Linked DNA regions of Mus musculus: region 2 is linked to region 1. A link is a contact called in public promoter capture Hi-C data. All regions are on one chromosome and are shown on one strand. The core of a region is the stretch at or near the end of the contact, and the rest is flanking DNA. Distances in the headings are between cores, read along the strand shown.

Region 1 (7,062 bases), core at 2,862-5,361:
AATCTCTAGCAAGTGGAACTGTGGAAGTCATTAATTCTTAACATACATTTGTATAATTTTATTATGATAGTATGTATTATATTCGTGAACGTAAAAAAATGTATTTAGTAAAATTAGAGCGATGAGTGTTCCAGGGAGAAGTACAAACCCATTACACACTTATTTCATACAACAAAAACCGTGCTTTCTCAGACCCGTCCCAAACACACAGGCCAGACCCAGGCTAGGCAAGAATGTAGTGACCGCCCAGTGACTCTCACAGTTCACTGTTCTGTGTTGTTTGCTTGTTTCTTTCTTCCTGTGCTGGGATCCAACCCAGGGGCTGGTGTGGTCCAGATGAGCATGGCATCCTTGAGCTGCATCTTCAGCCCTCAGAGTCCCCTCATGTGGAAGCACCTGGTAATAGGGAATTCGGTCCATCCTCTCAACAGATACACCAAAAAGTTGTTATGCTAGCTTTAAAATAGGCATGATTTAATCCTTGATTTAATATTCTGATTTTGTGGTCTCACATGATGAATCTTGTTCAGTTTCTGTAATGTTATCAACACATACAAAGGAATCCTTTTTCAGGTTTTGGTTTTGGTTTCTCTTTGTTTAGGATAAGCTTTGAGGACTGATCACAAAAGCTCACCCCTTCTGGGTTATTTTTATAAAACCCATTCTGAGCTTGGCCTGGTAGTACACACCTTTAGGGAGATAGAGGTAGGCAGATCTCCATGAATTCAGGCAGCCAGCTCTATATAGAGTGTTCTAAATACTGAGGTCAGTCAAGGCTACACAGTTAGAGCTTGTCTCAAAACCAAAACAAAACCAAAAAAAACAAAAAAACAAAAAACCCCAAAACAAAACAAGAAAAAACAAAAAACAAACAACTAATCAACAAACAAACAAAAAAATGAAAACCATATGAACAAACAAAAGTCAATCTGAAAATTGACATTGAAGTTAGCAAAGTTCTGCCTTTACACCATCAATGCTGAAAGACAGACAGACACACACACACACAGAGACAGACAGACAGACAGACAGACACACACACACACACACACACACACATACACACACATCCTGGGCTCTGCTCTTTTTATAGAGAGAAGGATGAAGAGTGAAAGATTTCTTTTAAATAGCATTGAGGGGAGGGATAGGAGTGGTTTGACACGTGGTCTCATAAGGCCAGGTTGGTCTTCACTTCACTGGTCTCCTGCCTTCACCTTCGAAGGTCATCTTTTGCAGGAAGCAGAATTTTTAAATTTTTAAAATATTTGAGAGTCAGTAGAGATGCTTGTAGTCCCTTTTCTTTGGAGTCGGAAGCCAGAGGATAGTAAGAGAGCCTGCACTACAGAGCAAGGCCCTGTCTTCAAACCAACCTACAAGTCAGAGATAATGGTGCATACCTTTAATCCTAGCAGGCAGAATTGGATGGATCTCTATGAGTTACAGGCTAGCCTAAAATGAAGTTGTCCACCAGACATTGGGACGAAAGACAGATGTGTGGACTTTGCAGGGTCAATTTAATGCCTGTTAGGGTAGAAGTGTGAGACTTTTACATCTCTTTCCCTTGAATTGTTGGCTCTAACTCTAGGGGTAGATGCCTTTGGAATTGGTAAGGTTCTGGGGGATTTTGGGAACTTTTGCTGATTAGCTATATTTGGCTCAAGCAAGGATGTCGGGGCAGCTTCTACAGCTCCTGATTGGCTGCCCGTGAGGGTGGTTCAGGCTAGGTGGTGGGACAACTTCCTGATTGGTTGCTGGTAAGGGGTGGGTTTCCCTGGAATTCACTTGTTTTGGACTTTTCCAGTTGTGGGAAACAGAAACTTAGGCCTAGTCTCCCAAACTGTCAGTTTGTGGCCAGTCATGGAGTCAGCCTGGCTCTGGCTAAATCTGTCCTCTCAAAGGAATTGAATCATGAGGATGTGATTTCTTTTGGTGATGTTTCCTAACGTCCTTTACTAAGAGTTAACAGTGACAATAGGAACCAATACTAACTTGTCCCTATTTTTTTTTTTTTAATTCTAAACATCACTGTGTAATTGTTCCGTCTTGGCAGTTGTTACTTGTGTTTTTTATTTATCTATTTTATTTTGAGGATGAATATCACTGTGCGGTACAGATGGCCTTGCTCTCTACTCAAGTAGATCAGGGTGCCTGGAAACTCTCTAATCCAACTGCCCCTGTCCTTTTTTTTTCTTTTTTTTTTTCTGCCTTTTTTTTCTTTTTTTTTTATTAGATATTTTCTTTATATACATTTCAAATGCTATCCCGAAAGTTCCCTATACCCTCCCCCCGCCCTGCTCCCTTACCCACCCACTCCTGCTTCTTGGCCCTGGTATTCCCCTGTACTGGGGAATATAAAGTTTGCAATACCAAGGGGCCTCTCTTCCCAGTGATGGCCGACTAGGCCATCTTCTGCTACATATGCAGCTAGAGATATGAGCTCTGGGGATACTGATTACTTCATATTGTTGTTCCACCTATAGGGTTGCAGACCCCTTCAGCTTCTTGGGTGCTTTCTCTAGCTTCTCCATTGGGAGCCCTGTGTTCCGTCTTATAGATGACTGTGAGCATCCACTTCTGTATTTGCCAGGCACTGGCATAGCCTCATACGAGACAGCTTTAACAGGGTCCCTTCAGCAAAATCTTTCTGGCATATACAATAGTGTCTGGGTTTGGTGGCTGATTATGGGATGGATCCCCGGGTGGGGTAGTCTCTGAATGGTCCATCCTTTCGTCTTAGTTCCAAACTTTGTCTCTGTAACTCCTTTATGGGTATTTTGTTCCCTATTCTAAGGAGGAATAAAATATCCACCCATTGGTCTTCCCTCTTCTTGATTTTCTTGTGTTTTGCAAATTGTATCTTGGGTGTTCTATGTTTCTGGGCTAATATCCACTTATCAGTGGGTGCATATCTAATTCTTGGACAAATGGATGTATCTGGAGGATATCATCCTTAGAGAGTTAACCTGTCTTTTGACTAATGGGAACAAAGCCCGTGTCACTGTGCACAGCGGCTTGGAATCATTAATAGTGAGTTGTTATCAAGCTTAGAAATTCTTTCACTCGTCAGTGTTTAAAAGTCCTCTATTTGGCTCCTCACTGGGCCCACAAGAGATGCTATCTGATCCCTAACAACCACTTTGTATAATTTCTCATGACTTAAGCACTCTGAGCTGACTCTTCTGCTGTCCCGGGACCTTCATCAGCTCCAATGCACTTTCCCATCTACCTGGGAGAAAAAATGTCACAGAGCAAGCAAAGAGGAGCTCCTGAGATGGTTGTTTTCTTTCTGCTTGTTGTTCCCATTTTGACCTCTTGATTAGGGTTTTCAGTTTTCTTGGTTTTCAGTTGTTTGGGGGGAGGGTTGTTGTTGTTGTTTGCATGATTGCTTCTTTCTCCACTAAATTTTTACTGTTCAGGGAGGGTTTGAATTGCTTTCATGCCTCTGTCCATACATTATATTGGACTAGCAATCTAATCGTTTGAATCTAATTGTGTGAATAGTTTGTACCTAGTGGTATGAATAGATTTACTGCACCTCAGCCACACCCATTGCCTGCTGTGTTGCCCTCACTATCTTTCACACTGAGTGACAGGAGTGCTTGCCCCTCAACACCTAGTTGTTGGTTCCTGAACCCAATAGACCCATTACTTAGGTGTCCCTTTAAGGGAAAGGGGAGTGAGGGCCAGCAAGATGGCTCAGTGGGAACAGGTGCCCATGACTGAGCTAGATTACCTGAGTTCAATTCTTGCAAGCTGGTTGCTAGAAGGTGAGAATCAGCTCTCTCAAGTTGACCTCTGACCTCAACACTTTGCCCATGGAAAATTATGCGCACATACAAACAAAGGAGGGAAGGGGAGAAGAAAGAGAGCAAGAAATGAAAATAAGTGAGTAAATACAACTTTTATAAATCTTAGAAGTGGGTTGAGCCCTACCTCCATTAGCTTCCTGCATGTAACAGGTGAACACATTTTTCACATCACATCCATTAAGGAGAAGAGTGTTCAGAGCAGTTGGTCCGAGTTCCTGGGTTTTCTTTTGTAGTTGGCAGAGTCAGGAGTGACTGCTGCTGCTTCCGGGGAACCGTGACAGCCGGCAGAGCAGTGTGTGCTCCAGCTGGAGCCCTCACTCACTGTTTCTTCCAGGCACCGTTTCCTGTTACTTCCTGTCTAGGATCTCTGTGCACTCTCAGACCATCAGTACAGTATTTGGATTCATACAGCACTTCTGATTTTCCTGATTTGTGAGTTACAGGTTGAACCTGCATTGCCCAGTAGCAAATATGCAGTACTTCAAGCTATAAAATCTCTTGGGCATTGCCTTGATAAAAACACCTAGAAAACTGAGTTCCATAAAGTATTTATATGCAGAATTATCAGTGGTTTATAAATGTACATGTAAGCTATGAATATGAACTGTATGCATATGAAAGCTACATCTATCCATATTTAGACTTGAGTACCATCTGTAAGCCATGTATAAATTTTTTTTAAATTCCGAAATACCCAAATTCTGAAACTCCTTGTACCAAAATATTTGCATAAGCGATATTCACTATGTTTCTCTTATATTGGAAAAAAAAGCATAGAAGACTGTGTCTACTCTCTATCCAAAAGTACCAATTATTTGTGTTGGACTTTGCATAGGGACTTTCATGGGGCAACTAGGCTAATTAGCCTTCAGCTATGATACAGTGCTGTGTGCTTTCAAGAAGAAATCAATATGAAAGCAAGGGAAAGCTGAGCAAGAAGAAAGAGTCTTTTGCTACACCTGCTCCATAGCACAGCAATGAGAGGCTGTGCCTGCTCCATAGCACAGCAGTGAGGGGCTGCGCCCAGGCAGAGGCTCCTCTCCTGAGCTTCTGTTCTTTGTCAGTGACCAACAAGGACATGGCAGGGAGGGTGAGAATAGACAGGCTCACCCATAGGAGGCAGCTGCACTGACAACATGGAGATGAGAACTGAGCCCAGGTTCCTATGGAAACACTTTATAAATGGCAGGAGTCAGATCCTCAGATGTCTCTAAGCATCTGTGATATAGAGAAGGTATGGGGGCTGGGAGAGATTTTGTACCTTTCACTGGTAAATGACTGACTTCACCCACAAATTACAGGCTCAGCATATTCAATGCAGCCAGTCCTGGGAGGACACAGCATACAGCACTGCATCATAGCTGAAGGCTAACTAACCTAGTCATCCCATGAAAGTTCCCATGCAAAGCCCAACACAAAGAATTAGTACTTTTGGATAGAGAGTAGACACAGTCTTCTATGGCTTTTTTTCCCCAGTATAAGAGAAACATGGTGAATAGCACTTCTCCAACACCTGCACACATGCCTACTCACAAACAAGGTGAAACCTATGTGTTCCAGGGCTCAGAGTCCTTCTCGTGAGATGCTATAAGACACACAGGACAACAAGGCAGTCTTTTTTGTTTTGTTTTGGTTTGGTTTTTTGTTTTTTGTTTTTTGTTTTTTGAGACAGGGTTTCTCTGTGTAGCCCTGGCTGTCCTGGAGCTCACTTTGTAGACCAGGCTGGCCTCGAACTCAGAAATTGGCCTGCCTCTGCCTCCCAAGTGCTGGGATTAAAGGCGTGTGCCACCACCGCCCAGGCAAGGCAGTCTTAAAAGTACAATCTAGGTGAACAGGTTAACTTGGATCCAAACAATAGCTTCATAATTCCTGTGATTCCCCAACCTTTTTATGTGCAATCTCTGCTGGGCAAGAGCTTAAGATGGAAGACACCCATCTCTATCAGACTCCCAGGAGATTCACTACTAGCCAGACTTAGGTAGATCGTTGATCTAGGATAGGTGATGAGGATGGTAGGGATCTAGGTTAGTGGGGCATAACTTTCTGATGAAAAACTTAGGAGTGGCTGGGGGCGAGGGTCAGGTAAGAGCATTCTGGATGCTTTACATCTATTCTGAAATCATGCCATCCAGCTGAGACCTAAGTAGAGTGAGCACTGAGCAGTATACTACATACTTTCTGATGCAGTATTCAACTCTCAGACAACTCTTACTGATATAGCTGTGATCTGCCCCTGTTGAATCATGACAGGACATGACACAGAGTCAGAAAGTTCATAGTGGAATTTATGAAGACAGAAAGTGTCTGACTCTGTCCCTGTTCACTTGAATTGGGAGCTGTTTCTTCTAATTCTAGGGACAGGCCTCCTGTCTTGGGCAAAGATGTTTGGTCTACACTCAAATACTCACTGAAGAAGACTTCAGTCTCCATTTTTAGGGGCAGTTAATGCTTTCCAAAGTTTTGCTTCAAGAAACTTAGAATATTTGTATAGACAGAAAATGTAAAAGTTTTTTTTTTCTGATACTATATACATTGAGTTTATAGTCTTTAGTGATTTGCAATGTGCACACGTGGACTGGAGATATGGCTCCATACCCAAAAGCAAGTACTGTCCTTAAGGAGACCCTGGGTTGGCTCCAGACACCCACATTGAGCAGCCTGTAATTCCACTTTCAGGGGACATATTGTCTCTGGTCTCCATAAGCATCTGCAATTAAATGCAGAAACCCATACACAGGTGACATTTACATATGAACACAATTTAACATAAAAATTATGCATATCCTTTGCCGACACCATAATGTTTGTATTCCAAATGCTGAAACATATGAATTTACACTTAATAGCAATTGATAGATTGTTAGAAATGGGGGAAAGCTTGACATGCAAAGACAAGATTAGGTTCAAATCTTCTACATCCAGAAGTGAAGAGGTAGCTGTTAGAGGGAGACTTAAAGCCTCCAAAACCCATCCATCAGTGGAGTAGGACTGGATTTTGAGGGACAAAAGGATCATGGTGTTTTGTTGTTGTTGTTGTTGTTGTTGTTGTTGTTCTTAGAGCAATCTGATAGTAGGTATTGGTTTCCTTGTCTCTCATTGGCCTGTGGGAATATCAACCAGGATGACTCTGAAGGACTGGGCTACAACCTGAGTTTGCAGAGGGCTCTAGGTTACAACTCTGATTTTAGAGAAAAACACAAAACAAAAAACAAACAAACAAACAAACAAACCAAAATCAAAACCAAACAATTTG
Region 2 (7,062 bases), core at 1,221-3,720, 1.9 Mb before region 1:
TAACTATACTAGCTGTTATCATGAACAGTCCATAGATGACCAGGTGAGTGCTATGTTCAGAATGTGTGTCCCTTCTTCTATGCTCATGCGTTGAAACCCTCTTATCTAAAATTATGGTATTAGTGGGTGGCAACTTTGGGAGGGAAATAGATTATAAGGAGAAGTCTTATAAATGAGATGGTGAGATGAGAACTTCCCTAAAGATAGTCCTAATAGAGACAATTTGACCTTCTACTATTTAATGTCAGAGTTACAAGGTGATGCCTATGCTCACGAAGGTGGCTTTCACCAGGTAGGAAATCTGCTAGCACTTTGATCTAGAGTTTTACAGCCTTTGCAATGGTGAGATACACGTTTCTGGCATTTGTAAGTCATGTAGTTTATGGTGCTCTGTTCTGGCATCCTAAACAGAAGAGACAAGGACTTATGCTTCCCCCAAGGATATGGGGAGCTGGAAGGAACATTACTGTTATTCTAATAGTGAGAAAAAGCAGCTAAGTTACAAAAGTCTAATGATTTTGGGATTCATTAGAAAGTTTAGGCCACCAGTACAGGGGAACACCAGGGCCAAAAAGGGGCAGTGGGTGGGTAGGGGATTGGGGGGGTGGGTATGGGGGACCTTTGGGATAGCATTGAAAATGTAAATGAGGAAAATACCTAATAAAAAAAAAAGAAAGTTTAGGCCACAAAGTAAGCAAATTATCTGCACTAGGGGAAGGTAGAGGGCCCCTCAGAAGTGAAACTGGACATATGGACTGTACCCTCTGTGATAGTCATTAAGAGAGGGAGGGATAATGTGTAAATGGATACAAAGAAACCAGCAAGCACCCTAATAATTTTCTATAGGTTGAATATGGGTAAGGACCTATATGAAAGAAGTCCCAGGGACCCCCAGGAAGGGAAGGAATTTGTACCAGATCCTGGGCTCCTTGCCAGAGATTTTGGCCATGATAATTCCTATGGAAGAGCAGAGCATAGTGGAAAATAACTCTTAATAGTATATAGGAGGAAGGGTTGACCACGGTGCAAAAGGGTTCCTTTCCTTCCTGGCACCTTGTATCCGATAGGGACAGGTGTTCAAACTACCTAAGAATGGCAGCTCTGTAATTCTCAAGGAATATGGAAAGACTGGTTGTGTCCAGAGAAAAAATTGAGGGTACAAAAACCACAGATGAACTGTGTAAGCATCCTTTCAGGCAGGAGTTATCCTATGAAGAAGGTTCAACTCCATTTTGATGAAGAGCGACTTTATTTTTACTTCCATATACATCCTATCTGGCAGGCTATAAGAATATGAAAGCATATTACTTCCTGCCTTGTGATAGCAACACCTGCCTGCATCACCTGCCAGGTGGCATTCTCTGACTTGGAGCTGCAGTAGGCCATGTGAGACCGACTAGCATTGCTAAAGTCTGCATCTCCAAGTGGCCAACATGTCACATGTTACCACTGAAAACTTTGAGGAACCAGCAGACTGTGATGGAGGAGGGCAAGAACTAGCTACCTACTACACTGTCTGCTGTAAGAAGTTTGTCATGCCCAGGAAAGATTATCTTAAGTCCTGGCAGCATACAGAGATGAAGGCGATTCAGGCTGTGAATCACCAGGAAAAGATGATGAACAAGAACTCGGAGAAGGAAGTAAGTGTGGATAGTGTGGGCAAGGTGCCATAAATGCAGCCATGAAGGCACAGTCATCCACATGTCCCAATAAAGTGACTTCAGCTTCTACAAAAGAGTTCAGGCATAGTATACCTGGGGATTCACAGCTCAGCCTGGGTGGGGAAGCCATCTAAGCTCAAGCGATTTGATCAGCAGATGAAGAAGATGACCAAGTAGCAGGTATAGGAAATCAAAGAAAAGGAAGAGGAGGAGGAGAAGAAGGAGGAAGACCTAGACAAGGAAGGTTGAGAGCGTACTGATGCTGATGAAGAATTTGACTATAAAGATACTGACATCATGGGCCACACTGAGGATATGAAAGATGAAGAGTCTGAGCAAAGCCCTCACGCAGGTGCCATCCCAATAGCAGAGTGCTTATTTTCCTTCCATTACTGAGTATCCCACACAAAGAATGGGACTGACAAGGACTGAGATCCACAGTTTTTTTGTTACTCATATAGAATATCTCCCAGACATGAAATGACTGATTAATGACACGAGCGTTGGTGAGATTTACTTGTGGTTCAGTGAGAGGAAAATTGTTTTACCCTTTGGAAGCTGTCCAGGCACACAAGAGTGACAAAAGTCACTGCAAGCTTTCACATATGGTGATGCCACTTTAGGATTGCCAGGCGCCTGTGATTTTAGAAGTAGCTACCCAGATCTTAGGAGGGGATGAAGCTAAGGAGTTGCCTTCAGATAAGAACTTGGAATGTGATAATGAAACCATGGTGCTGATCCTACCAGTGCCAGATCAGCTCATCACTCCTTGATGAGGTACCACAGATGGTGATTTGGCTTATCAAGAGCTGTGGAAACCAGAAGGCTGTGGGCTGGAGCAGCTCTCATGTAGGAGTGTGCTGTGTCGAGCTGTGTAGCATGTCCAAAGGATGAAATCAAAGAGGATGCTGAAGGCAGGAATGAAGCAAAGCCAGCTAACAGATGCATGTCAGGACCCAGGTAGGATTCTGAGTATCTGAGACTAAGTTGTGCTTCCTGCCATACTTTCTCTTTGCCTGAGGACCAGTGGGAGCCAGATTGTGAAATATATTTAATGCCACTTCATGTGTTATTCCCAATTAGAACAAAAAGTCATAGTGAAAGAGGTGAGAAGACATTAAAAAAATATAGTTTAAAAAAATGCGCTGCCAAGCCAGGTGTCGTGGTGCATGCTTGGAATCCCAATACTCTAGAAGTAAAGAGAGGAGGATCAGGAATTCGTCCCGAGCTGTATAATGAGTTCAATTTCAGCCCAGGCTACATAGACCATGCCCCAAAGCTATATACCAAGAGATAAAGCTTCCAATAACACCAGACTCAGAGAAAACATAAATATTAGAACTATTAGTCTAGTACTTTTTTTTTTTAAGGCAGGATCTCACCAGGTAAGTTACACTTCAAATGCACAATCCTCCTGGTTCAGTCTTCTCACTGTTGGGAGTATAGGCGTGTATGTCCATGGCTAGAAACTTTAAAGTCTCCAAAGTCAGAAACTATACAGTAATTATAATTGATATATTAATGAATTGGGTTGGAGATGCAACCTTGATGGAGTGCATAGATAAAGCTCAGGGTTTGATACCAAGCATTGCATAAACCAGGTGTGGCACTGCACATCTGTAATTCCAGAATGTGAGAGAGAGAAGTTGGAAGATTAGAAAGTCTCAAGGTCATTCTTAGCTACATAGGGAGTTCAAAGCCAGCCTGAGACCTTGTGTCAAAAAAACCCTAAACATAGAAAATCTATGAAGGGACCTAATAAAAATGGTAGATAATTTACATGAACGTATGGGGAGTTTCCATGGAAGTGGGAAGAATGTGTAAGAAAAAGTGAAATGAATAATGGTAGAAATACAAACTTTGGAAATCATAAGTCAATAGTAGAGGTAAGAGAACAAAAGGAACAGGGAGGTCTAAGCAAGGTCTTATGATGATTGTGATGGAGCACAGGATGGCTTTCTGGTGGGAGGTTAGACGTGGCTTCTTAGGAGATTCAAGCACAGCGGGCCTTGATGATCAGAGACAGTCTATGGTAACTGTGGGGGTGGAGTCTGGACAGAATGCCAGAAGCTTAGGACATTGTCTGCGTGACTGATAGTCACAGAATTATGGAGTTGGGGGCTCTGTGGTTTCAGGCACCTGATTTTGGGAACGTGGCTCACCTTTTTGTCCCTTGTAGAGTTTTCTACTGGGTCACTAGAACAAGCACCATTCAACCAAAGTAGGCTGCCTATCACAGTCCCACACTGGGTCTCAACCTTTGACCTTGACCCTAGATCATCTAGTCTAGCACTTTACTTTTTGTTTGTTTGTTTGTTTGTTTGTTTTGTTTTTTCGAGATAGGGTTTCTCTGTATAGCCCTGGCTGTCCTGGAACTCACTTTGTAAACCAGCTGGCCTCAAACTCAGAAATCCACCTGCCTCTGCCTCCCAAGTGCTGGGATTAAAGGCGTGCACCACCACACCCGGCTGCACTTGACTTTTTTTTTTTTAAACACAGGTATATGTGGTTGCATGTTGATATGTGTACGGGTACACAAGTGTGTATGCTCATATGTCTCTGAATACAGCAGAGGCCAACATTGGGTGTCTTTGGTTTCTCTGCACTTCATTTCCTGAGGCAATTCTCTTTCTAAACACAACACTCCCTGATTTTGCTAGTCTTGCCAACCACTTTGGCTCTGCCTTTACACCTGCCCAGTTTTTACACAGATGCTGGGGCTTTGGACTTTGGTCCTTATGTGTGTGTGTGTGTGTGTGGGGGGGGAAGCACCTCATCCACTGCTCCACCTCCCCAGTCTATTTTCATTTAACTACATGGGGCATGGCTTTGCAACAAACATTTTGGTGTGTGAGCAAGTAGCAATTTCAGTAAATTATCATTTTCTTCATTATGGTTTCCTAGTTAAAAATCTTTCTCAGTTTTTTTTTTCCTCCCATGTTTTCTTTTTGGGCACCCTTTCGAGCCTTCTTTTGGACTAAAGGTCAGCGATCTCCCCATTTTCTCACAGTACCACTTACTCCAGTTGACATTTACACTCGAGTAAACCTTAAACTTCTCTGACCTTTTTTTAAGAGCTAGATTTGAAGAGATATTTTCTCTGTTTAAAAACAGGACGCTATTGTTGCTATTCTTTGTAAAAGGCTACACCACATCTCCTTTTCCCTTATAGATATTTTGTATGTCCATTTAGATTTTATTTCCTCTCAAAAGTGGGACTTGTTCCTTCTCTTACTCGTTCCCCGAAGTGGGAGTTCCCCATATCTCCATATGCTTTGTGCAGATGTGAGAACACCTCAGTTATAGTTAAAAATTATTTAGCCATTTCACATGCCATTCTTTGTCATGTAAAAATAAATAAGGGGGTAAATCAGCCCTTAAATATCCCATTTGTTTTCCATTTGTTGTAGAATACAAAAAGCAACAGATGTAGGTATTTGTAGCATGAAATATTGTTAGATAGAAGTCTCAAGTCTAGACTGGCTCACAAATTCAATTCAGCCTGAGAAAGTTATGTTTAGCCCTTGTTTGATCAGCCCTTGACCTTCTGTTCCAGGCTGGGGCTTAAACTCATGGCTTGTATGTTAGACTCTAGGAGTGAACAGTACCTTCATCTTGACTAGCTTGTGATAAAATGCATGAAGAGCAGATGTGTGGCAGTGGGGGTTCTCACCTGTCAGGAACACTTTAGCTCATCTTTGTATAAATGATCTCCATTTCTTCTTATTGCTTGGGGATGGTGGTCCTTATCTGATTTCCTGTTTTCTGCTAAATTCAACCAAAACATTTCCTGGATCCTTTCTCCCAATGCTTTATAAGGTTGTGTTCTCTCTAGGAACATGCTAAAGGCTTTGCTGGTGTCATTGTATCTCACTGTTATGAGTGGGGGAACATAAGTGTGTATGGTAGACATGATCTGTGTCATAGTTAGCTTCCCTGGTCAAGCTGGTACACTTGGAAAGATGCGAATTCCATCAAGGAGTTTCCTTTGTTAGATTGGCCCATGGGTATATTGATGCGGACATTTTCTTGGTTGCTAATTGATGTGGGAGGGCCCAGCCTACTGTGAGCAGTGCCACCCCTGCACAGGTGGGCCTTAGGGCTGTATAAGAAAGCAGACCAAGCAAGCAGGAAGAGCAAGGCAGTGAGCAGCACTTCTTCACAGTCTCTGCTTCAGTTACTGCCTCAAGCTTCTGCCATGGCTTCCTTTATTGTTGGGCTGTAACTTATAAGCTAAAACAAACCCCTTATACCTCAAGTTGATTTTGGCCCATGTTTTATTACAGCAACAGAGGGAAAATTGGGGCAACCAGTGTGTATAAGGAAACAAGTTTGGGGGTAAGAAACTTGCCTGGGGTTCCCTTGAAACTGAGGACTGTTTTGAGTTCTGAGCCTGTATGCTTGACTGTGGCTGAGTACCATCCTTTGGCTTATGCTGAGGCTTAAGGCTGATGGGCCAGATGACCCTACTGACTATCTGAAGCGTTTTATAATGGGATATATTCAAGAGACCAGAGGACCAATCTCTCAGACTAATTTCATGCTGCTGTAATCATCCCTTTGGGAACTATTAGGGGCTGAAATGTACTCCTATAACCACAATCTATTGGGGTCACTAAAGAATTTATGTCCATTAAAGACTCATTGGTCCTCTAAGGTCTTCCCTTAGTGTCTTCTCTAATATTTCTATTTCCCTAATGTTGCTTCCTGTCACTTGCAGTTGCTATTGATTGCCAAGTGTATAAAACAACAAGAAAATAGTATGTGACATCATATACACCACTTTGTGGCAGTCTGTGTCACATACATTGGGTAATGGGCCTAAACTACTCTCTTGAGGCTCTTTACTGATCTTCTTCATTTTCAGGGCACCTTTGTTTATTTTTCTTCATGCCCTCAAAATCCTAAGAGACCTTATGCTTGTTATCTGCTCAACTCTTTCACTGACAAGTCACCAAAGACTTTTCATTATCTGCCTGTCTGCCTGTCTGTCTCTATCATCTGTCTGTCTATCACCTTTCTTTCCTTCTTTCTCTCTTTCTTTCTCTCTCTCTTCCTTTCTCTCCTTCTCTCTCTCTCTTTCTTTCTTTCTTTCTTTCTTTCTTTCTTTCTTTCTTTCTTTCTTTCTTTCTTCATCTGACTATCTATCTATCTATCTATTTAACTATCATGTATATTTGTATGCATCTATTATCTAGTGCACACATGTATACATGTTCACATATATGCATGTATGTATGTACATGTGTTTATGTATAGAATTCAGAGAATGATATCAGATGTCTTCTTCTAGTGTTATCCACCTCATCTTTTGAGACAGGGTCTCTCACTGAAGTTTAAAAATTTGACTAGATTACCTGGCTAATAAGCCCCAATGATCTTCCTGTCTCTGCCTCTCCAC

Evidence for each region. Promoter capture Hi-C pulls out the DNA fragments that hold promoters and counts their contacts.
Region 2: a promoter capture Hi-C map of hippocampal neurons shows a contact between it and region 1, with 6 times the contacts expected there. The contact joins two enhancer-like sites. A contact is called at or near these places in 4 of 39 promoter capture datasets (the 3T3-L1 cell line, cranial neural crest, hippocampal neurons and 1 more).

The regions. Positions count from the first base shown.
Region 1 is chr11:46,617,995-46,625,056 of GRCm38.p6, reverse strand. All of the region lies in intron 2 of Dppa1 (developmental pluripotency associated 1), which reads left to right. Among named protein-coding and RNA genes, the nearest start is that of Dppa1, 7.7 kb to the left of the region's middle. Within about 2 kb of position 4,111, at least 3 of the 459 cell types and tissues checked have an H3K27ac peak or open chromatin away from gene starts, as enhancers often do. A contact at or near this core is called in hippocampal neurons, where this site is marked.
Region 2 is chr11:48,546,784-48,553,845 of GRCm38.p6, reverse strand. It overlaps the pseudogene Gm12179. Among named protein-coding and RNA genes, the nearest start is that of Gm39818, 170 kb to the right of the region's middle. Within about 2 kb of position 2,470, at least 9 of the 459 cell types and tissues checked have an H3K27ac peak or open chromatin away from gene starts, as enhancers often do. A contact at or near this core is called in hippocampal neurons, where this site is marked.